2 separate regions of the Lactuca sativa genome follow, and region 1 is linked to region 2. The links are chromatin contacts, called in public Hi-C maps. All regions are on one chromosome and are shown on one strand. Each heading gives the region's core, a stretch centred on a gene start, on an enhancer-like site or on the middle of the called end of the contact. The rest is flanking DNA. Distances are from core to core; before and after follow the strand shown.

What was found. Hi-C and Micro-C count contacts between places; a contact is called where the count stands out from the background.
Region 1: a contact with region 2 is called in a Hi-C map of leaf, with 5 times the contacts expected there. The contact joins the promoter of LOC111912461 here to the promoter of LOC122197916 in region 2. A contact is called at or near these places in 2 of 4 Hi-C or Micro-C datasets (both in leaf).

The regions. Positions count from the first base shown.
Region 1 is chr5:270,740,479-270,746,239 of Lsat_Salinas_v11, reverse strand. LOC111912461 (9-cis-epoxycarotenoid dioxygenase NCED1, chloroplastic) reads right to left here and starts at 2,609. Exons shown (of 1, transcript XM_023908196.3): 1 at 404-2,609. The coding sequence starts at 2,511. The coding sequence ends at 760.
Region 2 is chr5:270,588,431-270,593,618 of Lsat_Salinas_v11, reverse strand. LOC122197916 reads left to right here and starts at 2,205. Exons shown (of 2, transcript XM_042902105.2): 1 at 2,205-2,319; 2 at 2,432-2,726. The coding sequence starts at 2,205. The coding sequence ends at 2,622.

The DNA.
Region 1 (5,761 bases), core at 1,360-3,859, 150 kb before region 2:
TATTAATTTTTTTTTCTTTGTGTGTATTTTTTTCCAGACAATGTATGGTAATATGTTTCTTTTGAAATAATGTATTGTAATAATTTATTAATTATTTAAAATATAACATTGACTAAATAAATAAAGGCTATATAAAACATTTTAAATAGATTTAGATAAATGTACAAAAACCATATGTTATTTAAATGTACAAAAACCATATGTTTTAAACGAAACATTTAAAAAATTGAAAACTATTAACTGTATTAAGTGACATTGACATAAGTCTAAGTCATAACAATAACTCGTTTTTATCATTACAGCACAAATATTTTAAATAATAACTAATAGTCTAGTATTTTTCTTATATTTTATGTTGAATGTAAAGGTTAAGAGATAATAGTCTAATAGAGGGCTCAAAGTGTTCATACTTAATACAACATAAAGTATATTGCCGTTTATTATCAATAAAATAGTCTTCACAAACTGGCTGAAAACGTATGTACTTCACGCTGTCACGATTGTACCCAAAACTATAACAGGGAACCAAGCTGAGCTTTCAATTTGTACATACACAAAAAGCTACAAGCTGGCCCCTCAAATACTATGTAAATCCAAAAAGAGCCCAAAAGATTTAATTTTTTACAGAAAAGCCCCCAAAAGACGTCGGAGGTTTATGTTTCAAGAGAAGATTTCCGGGGACGTATCTCAGCCATCCCTCTGGTAAAATCTCTTATGCAGCCGGCACCGGAAAAAGGAAGCTTTTTGGGCTCTGTTTCTTCAAGCTTGTGTTGCCAAATCGTTGGCGCTTATGAATGTTCCATGGAAGCCATATGGAACCCTCGACGGCAGTTTCACAGTCGCCTCCAATTGTAATGTGATTGCGTTGACGATTTGAAGCTCCGATTTCCATGTCTTCTCATCGTGGACGAAGGTCAAGATGTGGCCGTCGTCTTCGGTTTCGGAATTGGGGTCTCTTGGAAGAAACAGAGGCTCGCCGCCGTACTTTTGGTTGCCGTAGATGAATTTCTTGGTTTCCCCGGTGGAGAGGTCGACTTTGGCGAAACCTGAAACCTTCGGCCATGGCTCAGCTATTGCAAGATAAGCGTATTTAGATTTCCGGCCAAGAAGGTTTTTGTTCACCATCCCTGCTTCCAGATTGACGTCATTTTCGGGGGAAATTATAGCCCGACGCGTGGATTTTCCGGTTTTTAGATTAAGTCTAATTTCAGACAAAACGCTTTTCAATTCTTCGTTGTTTTCGTTAAAAATGGAGTCCGCCGGAGTCATGCAGGATCCGATCACGACTACTTCGTCGGTTTCTGGTTCTTCCCAAGCGTTCCAGAGATGGAAACAGAAACAGTCGGGAACTTCGACCCATTTGATGCTAGAACCATCATCGGCGTACTTATCAAGAACACCAAAACGTGACACTTTTTCTTTGTCATAGACCACCGGAGACCCACCAGTGATCATTTCCGACATCTTGAAAACCACCTGGTGGTCAGGCACCACCACAAAATTCTCTGTAATTGCGAAATCATGAACCATAGTAGGCTTTGCCAAATCAATCGCTACGTCTTTTGATTTCGTTCCATCCGGTGAAAATCGGAAGTACTTCAGGTAAGGCTTCTGGATCACGTCGTAGCTCAGTGAGAAAAGCTCGCCGGAAACCGGATCAAGTTTTGGGTGTGCAATCATGGTGGACTTCAATTGCTCGTCGAAATTATACCTTCCGACAGTTTTCAAGTCGCCGGTGGGGGTAACCCGCACTTCGTAAGGTAAATCATCCTCCGACATGGCCAAAAGCCGGTTGTTAAAGTAAACCAAACCGGCGTTCGCCACCCCAATGCCTTGACTGTGATCAACCAACCCACATAGCCCACGAGCATAAAACAACAACAGCTTAGCGATGCCAGAATGGCCATGGAGTTCTCCGATCGCCTTTGGAAAAACCGGCTTTCCAAGAGCACGTTCCTGGACAAGCCTTTGTGTCTCCGTATGGCGGCAAGCGAAGCTCGCCGATCCATTTTCAAACTTCACGGCGTAGATCATACCATCGCCATCAAACAAATGGTGGCCAGAAGTAGGCTCGAACAACGGGTTAGCCCCATTTCTCAAGTACACGCCTTGAACATGCTCTGGAATTTCTCCGACGACTGGTAAGCAGTGGCGAACAGATTGCTCTGGGACAGGAGAGAAATTTCCGGAAATTTGAACTTTGGGATCAGCTGTTTTGGGTAAAGCGTGTTTTTTTTCTTGTTCTATTAAACCATTCTCGATTGCGTCCAATGCCATAGCTGAAAATTTCTGCAACAAGTTCCATGAATCCGGTGTCGAAGAAGGTAATTGAAAGGGAGATTGTTTGGGAAATTGGAGAATCGAAGGTGATTGAAGAGCACAACTGATTTTTTTCAGTTTCTTCCTGGAAGATACTGAAAAAGAAGAAGGGAGTTTAGGAGACGATGAGAATGTGGTTCTGGGGTTAGGGTTAGCCCAAATGGTACTAGAAGAAGTGGAAGCAGTCGCCATTGTAGCAATTTGGAAGCTTTTTCTTAAGCTTCCTGTAAGCAATTTGAAAGTTGGTGGAAAGGAGTGAGAAACAGAGGTTGTGATTGAGGAGGAAGAAACAGAAAGGGGGTATAAATAGTAAATAGTAGGGGAAGGTTGTGGGGAAGGTCCACCACCGGAAACATGTAAGAGGAGACCACGTGTTGCATACTTGAAGAAAGGCGACGCAAAATATCGACGAACCAAACTACATTTTTTTTAATATATTCTTTGATTAGAAAATTTTCTATAAGTCTTTACTTTTAAAACTTTTGATTATTTTATTTTCAATAAGTTGAAATTGAAAATCAAGTTTGGGCATTTGAAAGCCATTACTTTGTTATTTTTAATAAAAAAAAAAATCAAATTAAAAACATTCGATAATACAAAGTTTTAGCTTTTAATTTAAACAAATAATATTAATTCTAAAGGTTTATTTATTTTTATTTTTTTTTTGTAATTTTACATCTTTTAAAAACATACAAATATTTTTATCAAACACTTATAAACAAATAAATCTATAGTGGTCGGATTACTAACTATTTTTGCTAAACCTATCCAAATTTTCTATGGTTGATTTTGGGAAAGTCATTGTATTTGTATGATTTTATGGAAAATACATATTTTGTAGGTCTAATAAAATTATGTACCTATTTATTGATTACTAAAAACTAGCTTATAACCCATGTAACCGATGGTTACAAAAATAATTAAATTTTTATAATAAAAACTCATAGATATTAATCAATTATTTTCAACAAATTATTATTAAACATGATTTTGTAAGATTTTTAATATAAAAATACAATTAATTATGGTCAATCATAATCAAAACTTATTGAAGACGAATTTAAATTTTCTTCTAACAATCAGGAATCAAATAAATAGTTGTCTACCTTATTATCAACATCAATACTTCTTAAAAAATAAAAAATGATGAGAAAATGACAAGTGTTAATTTTATAAAACATTTGAAAATAAAACGTAAATTATGAGAAAATGACAACTGACAAGTGACACTAGGGATGTTATTCGGGTCGGAACCGAACCGAACTAACTTGAACTTGAATAACCCAAAAACTGAATAAGGGTAATTGCATGAACCGAAAACCGAACCGATTAACCAATACGAGTTTAATTTGGTTCGGTTATTACCCGTATAACCTGAATAACATGTACAAGATGATTAAGTACCTAATATAACAAAAAAAACCGAATAAACCGTGTTATGATTTTATAACCCGAATAAACCGAAAAATAGAATAATAATGTACTTTTATACATCAACATAAAACATTTAAATACTAACATAACACAATAACACATTGAAAGAATAACATTTATATAGTAGATTAACATAATGAGAATTAATTTCTTACTTGAGTTTCTTGAATTGAAACCCAATTTTCCATGACTCGACAAAATAAGAATTCATAAATCCTTAAAGACAATAAGAATTGTCGATTTTTGAAAGTTTGAAACAAGAGGAAGGATCGACAAAAGTGATTTCACGTTTGTAAATAGATGAGAATGTTGGTTGATTTTGAAACGACGAGAACAAGTGTAGGGTTTTCTTCTATTATGAACGACGAAGACAAAAATATGAATCATGATTTTGATTTCTGTCGATCAGAGAAAGGTGATGATGAATGTTTATTCGGATCGGGTATTTAGAACCGAATAAACTCTTATTTGGGTAACCCGAACCGAATAAGCATAATATCGATACCCGAAACCCGAATCAAATTGATTATTCGGGCCTAATTCGGTTCAGGTTTCGATTCAGTTCGGGTTTTAAGGCCAAATTTTCATTCGTAAGTGACACTAATAACTATTCTTTTATTAGTATAGAAAGATTCTCTACTCTAAATACAAATTATAAAAATTAGTTTGTTAAAAGAGTTAATAATTTCAACTAAGCTCGTACAAGTGATTGAATCTTACAGAAGATCTAAAAGTTCTATATTGGTCAAGAATTTAATTTAATTTACAGCAAACCTTTTCGCATCTGGATTAATTTTTATATATTTAATCTGTTTTCGTTTATAATAACGAAATTGTTTTTCTTTTTAAATATCAAAATAAGTGCTAGGAGTATGACCTAGGGGTGAGCATTTGGACCGGTGGACCGGACCGGACCGGTGAACCGGACCGGACCGTTTTTTTGGACCCCCGGGCCAGTTCTCGGTTCTAAGATTTCTCGCCGGTCCGTTCCGGTTTTTTTCCCGGTCCGGTCCGGTTTTTACCGGGTTTAGAACCAGTTGGACATGATTAAGATTTTTGTGACGTTTTTTAAACACACATAACTCATTCGTTTTAAGTCGGATTGACATGCGGTTTTTTCCAACATTTAGTTTACAGTTTGTAGATGAATTTAGACTATAATTTTGTTTATTTTGGTATTATATTTACCGTGTTTCAATCCTTCAAAGTAGAGCTATCAAAGCTGAAAAAATTCAGCTTTTCAGCAACATTTTGTAAGCTGTGACGTTTTTTAAACACCCATAACTCATTCGCTTTAAGTCGGATTGACCTCCGATTTTTTCCGACATTTAGTTTACAGTTTGTAGATGAGTTTAGATTATAATTTTGTTTATTTTGGTATTATATTCACTGAGTTACAATCCTTCAAAGTAGAGCTATCAAAGTTGAACAAATTCAGCTTTTTAGCAAGATTTTATAATCTGACGTTTTTTAAACACCCATCACTCATTCGTTTTAAGTCGGATTGACCTAAGGTTTTTTCCAACATTTAGTTTACAATTTGTAGATGAATTTAGACTATAATTTTGTTTATTTTGGTATTATATTCATTGAGTTACAATCCTTCAATGTAGAGCTATCAAAGCTGAAATATTTCAGCTTTTTAGTATTATTTTATACTATAATTCCGAGTCCGCGTTTAGCACTTGTGGTAGAGTTGTAAATGAGTATCAAACTAGTTTATCGACATTGATAGTTGAAGCTTTGTTATGCACCCAAGATTGGGTGATAAAGTTTACAAATCCGATAGTTGACAACGTTGATGACATCTTGAACGATGATGATATAGCTTTGGGTAAAAAAATTACAATCTTTATTCTTTTTTAATACAATTATTACTTTTTATTAAATACTAACAACATTTTCATTTGTGTTTATGTAGAGATTGCACAAGCTTTAAATATGTTACATATGGATGACAATGATATGGGGAAGAGGCCAATGGAAGATTAGATTATGAGTTTATGAA
Region 2 (5,188 bases), core at 956-3,455:
CCAAGAAAGAGCAAGAAAAATTTAGATCGGGGAAAATAAAAGAAAATGAATAAAAATCAAAATTCAAACTTTCAAAAATTAATGCAATAACCAAAACAAGCATGAAAGAGATCCAACTCGATTAACCTCATTTTAGTAGTGTAGCTGAGAATATACCTGTCGTGCCTTGAGTAAACTTGGCATAAGTCTCAAAATATTATATAATAGCAAAAACAAGATTTTTGGCCACTCCCTAATGCAACTCAACATAATCAAAGATCACAACACTTGTTCCCTTTCAATATCATCAATTTAATTCATGAAACAAATTATGGTCTTACTCTCGTGAAATTATATTTGACAAAACATGCTCAATCATCTTTGTTTCACAAAATATAACAATGATTGACTCCAGCTATTTGTTGATTAACAACAATCTTTTTCTAAAAATTCCCTAATATTTATCCAGATTGGTTACAAATTTCAAACCACTTACACCACTCAAAGTAATTAACATTCAGTCCCAATGTCATAAGTTCAAATCCAAGTCGAAAGGAATCTTTTGACAGAAATGCATTTTTACTAAACATATTATTTAATTAACTATAAACACAAATATGACAAACTTCATAATTACATTTTCCTCCAAATAAAGCTCATGACTTTCTTTGAAATCCGTGTAACGGGTTTTCAACCAACACATCCAAATCAAATGACCTTAGTGTGTTAGATTTAAAAAGATCCATCGGGTTTACTTGCCCGAACCTCAAAGGCCACAGATTATCTTTATTTGTTATTATTAACTTCATGATTTTCTATGGATACCGTGTAACGAACTTTCAACCCAATAGCTACATGCATATAATAGATAGTTGGAACACAATAACCTAACCCACATATATATATATATATATATATATATATATATATATATATATATATATATATATGGAAAAGTTCAATAGAGAACCATAATCATTGGTTCTTCAAGGAACCAAATCTTTTTTTCAATTTCTAGAGCTTATTCTTTATCGAAAAAAAAAATCTAAAAATATCTAAATTCATATATTAACATTATGAATGTGAAAAATATTTTTCGGATTCACCGTGTGAATTCGAATTCACGTTGTGAATTTTCGAAGATTCACATTGTGAATTTGACGTAAAAAAAATCGAATTTTATATCATTGGAAAAAGGATAAAAAGTTATGAATTTCTGTATTTTTAGTTTTTTTTTTTTATAAAAAATAAGTTCTAAAAGTTCAAAAAAATATGTTCCTTGGTTAATTATGGTTCTCTATTGAACCTCACCATATATATATATATATATATATATATATATATATATATATATATATAGAGAGAGAGAGAGAGAGAGAGAGAGAGAGCTAGGTTCAAGTGTTTAAAGTAATTATTGTGTTATTGTATGAATAAATGTGGGCCAATCAAAATTTAAAAAATAAATAAATAATCAAACAAATAAATAAAGGTAATTTAGTAATTTGATAAATAATTTTTACAAATACACTCTTATAATTATAGTAATTACTTTGACCTACCTTTATCCCTTTTTAAAACAATCAACAATATTGTATTTTATCCCATTCGATCCTCCCTAACCCTACCTCCAAAAGAAGATCGCCACCACCATCATTTGTTGTTGCCGTCGATGAGCTTCAACAAGATTTTTGCATTCTCCTCCTGATGGAGCATTTGACCTGATGACATATCGACTTAGCACTTAAGTGAAACCTTTGAGATGGATGGAAGATCAGATTGAAAGGCATTCAAGAAGCCGAATGGAAACTATGGTAAAAGCTAGGAGTCAATTCAAGGAGCGTAGGTATGTAAACCACTGAAGTTTAATTTTACCCCTATTTCTCGATGTTGCTAATCTGAGCTTCTCCTTTGAAATCCTCTACAAATTTTACTCATTTTCGGAGAAATTATACATCTGTTTCTCATTGAGCGAGAATTTAGGGCTTTTTTTGGTTAATGAGAAGATGACAGCAACAACTTCTGTTTCTTCTCCCTAGACTTTGGTTACCCTCAATTCACTGAAGCTAAAATCCTTAGTGAGTTCATAAAGACTGATGCATATAGGATGGAAGTTTCACAGAGACCTCCCATGGCTATTACAAATGCTGTCTCATGTCGTAGTGAAGGGATACATTACAAAAAGAATGATGCATGTCTTCTTGTGGGATTTTTATAAATGATTACTATCACCTGCTCGTGCTCCACCTCCAGCACCAGTTAACCAATCACCCCCTCCTGCCCCTGTTCAGTCTAGTGGTGGTGGATCGATTTTTGGAGGTATTGGTTCAACCATAGCTCAAGGTAACTCAATATAAACCATATCCTGTATCTTTATTATACGTATACACTTTTTATTTCTTTCTTTATTAATTTTATGAATTTGAGTTATATTTTGACACTTTTGGTATGTTAGGAATGGCTTTTGGTACTGGAAGTGTTGTGGCTCACAGAGCTGTGGATTCTATTATGGGTCCCCGCACAATTCAACATGAGATTGTTGGTGCTACTGTTCTAGATGCCTCTGCTACAAACACCTCTGTCTCTGATGCTTGTGGCATGCACTCCAAGGCATTCATAGATGTATTTCTACATTCTAATTGTTAATATATTGAAAGGTTGTTGCTATCACTCATATTACAATTTACAAACAAACAATTTGCTAATCTCTTCAAGTATTTTTGGATGTTGTGGAGAGTGTGAATATGCTTGTCAACGGTAATGGGCAAATAGTTAGATCAAAAGTCGTTGGTGCATTGAAGATATGAACTTATTTGAGGTCAAACTAAATTTCTCTTTATTTTCTATAATATATCTTTAAAAAGTTTTTTTTTAAATAACTAATGGATAATTTTGCCTTTATTTCATTCTTGTTACATTGATATGCTTGAGTGTAAGCTTGGACTGAATGATAGAGTATTATTGGAGGCACAAGGACATACTACAAAGGGAAAAGCCATTGACTTGGATGACATTAAGTTCCACCAGTAATTTTTCATTTTCTTTTAAATCTTATATCACATATATTATATATATAGATAGTTTTATAAAATTTGAGGCTATGGACGAATTTGGTGTAGATGTGTGCTATTGGCACGTTTTGAAAATGATAGAACAATATCATTTGTGCCTCCTGATGGAGCATTTGACCTGATGACATATCGACTTAGCACTCAGGTGAAGCCTTTGATATGGGTGGAAGCTCAAATTGAAAGGCATTCAAGAAGCCGAATGGAAATTATGGTAAAAGCTAGGAGTCAATTCAAGGAGCGTAGGTATGTAAACCAATGAAGTTTAATTTTACCCCTATCTAGGTTTTTGAAATGATTGGTTGTATTTCTCAATGATTGGTTGTATATAAAGCAATATCAATGAGTGGTTGTATTTCTCATTTGCAGGTACACATAAAATCAAGAACAAGAATGTTCTTGTTTTTTTGGCTGGGAACGAAACGAGAGATATCAAAGCAAAACAAGGTACATATGAAACTTACAACATTCTACTGGAACGGAATCTTGAATTTCGATTCTGTCATAATAGAATCTTGAATATGAACATTGTATGGGATGAAGATGAACAATGACCACCAATCTTCCAAAAAGAATGGATTATTCCAGCAGAATAATATACAATATAATGAAAAGAAAATATATGTAATAATATAATCTGGTAGAATGATTTATATATTGTATTTCTTTGTTATTAATAAGTGTAACATTCTCATAGAATAGTATATAATTTTTTTCTTTTCTAAGAATGTAATGAAATTTTTTTTAACTTGTATCCAAAGTTTTGTTATTCTTCAAGAAGTTCATTAAATCAAAATATATATTATGTCAGAATGTGTATTCTTGTATGGTTCAATCATATTTATTATTTTTCAATATATTGATAAACATATTCCGTCAGAATGTTACGAATTAGGAGAATTATCATCCATACAATCAGATTTTTAAAATTAATAGAATCTATTTTCCCTTAAAATATGCAATTTTCCTTAAAATATGCAACTTTCCGTTATTAAATCTATATTAATTGGCTAAAATACCCTTTTAGTTAGAATAGATGGTATTTTTGAATTATATTTAATTCAATAATATGTAATAATCACTTACTTAAAATAAGTAAATTGATTGATCCACATTTATGCATACAATAACACAATAATTATTTTTAATAGAATAACCTAAGCATATATATATATATATATATATATATATATATATATATATATATATATATATATATATATATATATATATATATATATATATATATATATATATATATATGTGTGTGTGTGTGTGTTATATAACCATAGTGTCATAATCGCATCTATCATACATATGATGTTACGGTATTTGTATTACATGAATACCTAATCCGACATTCCTTTTTTATGTATCCGTTTTATATTTACCTCTCTCTCCAATTGGTGAATTGACATTAAAAAAAACTATAAGTAAAACACACCTAATTGGATATTTATGGTTTAAATTAACATGCTAAAGAAACAAATAAAATATAATCAACCAATCATTCATGTATGCATATATATTCCTTCTATTATAGAACATATCGTATCATTAAGATTTTGTCAATGGCCGATCATTCAATAATCATATGACATGTTACTCTTACATCAAATTTAAGGAAGAAAAAGGTATACAAAGTTGCCTATATTATCAACACAAATTAATATATTTATGTCTCCTTATCTGTCCCTATATGATATATGAGTTAAGCTCATATGAAAATCATAAGTACCGTAAGAATGAATATAAGAAAATATCTGAATCGACAGATGAAAAAGCCAATCATTCAGTCGGTAAGAATAATTCTAAAACATTGATTGAAAAAATCAATCATTCATATTAGTTCTTGAGTATTTAAAAACTTATTAAATTTAAATAGATTTAGCTATGAATAACAATTGATTGCGTTTCTCATCAGAATTGGTGATGAGTTATATTCCTAATATATGAGTTCATTTACTTGCTACAAAGGTTGATTTTTTTTTTCTTGGAGTTTGGCGTTGGACAAAAACTTGATAATAGAGGGATGTATCATGTATGCCCCCCTTCTTCTTTGCCCAGCATGTGATGGTGGGGATCTATGTTGCCCACAATTACTTATTATGATGATGAACGGTTATATATGTTGGTTTATGTCT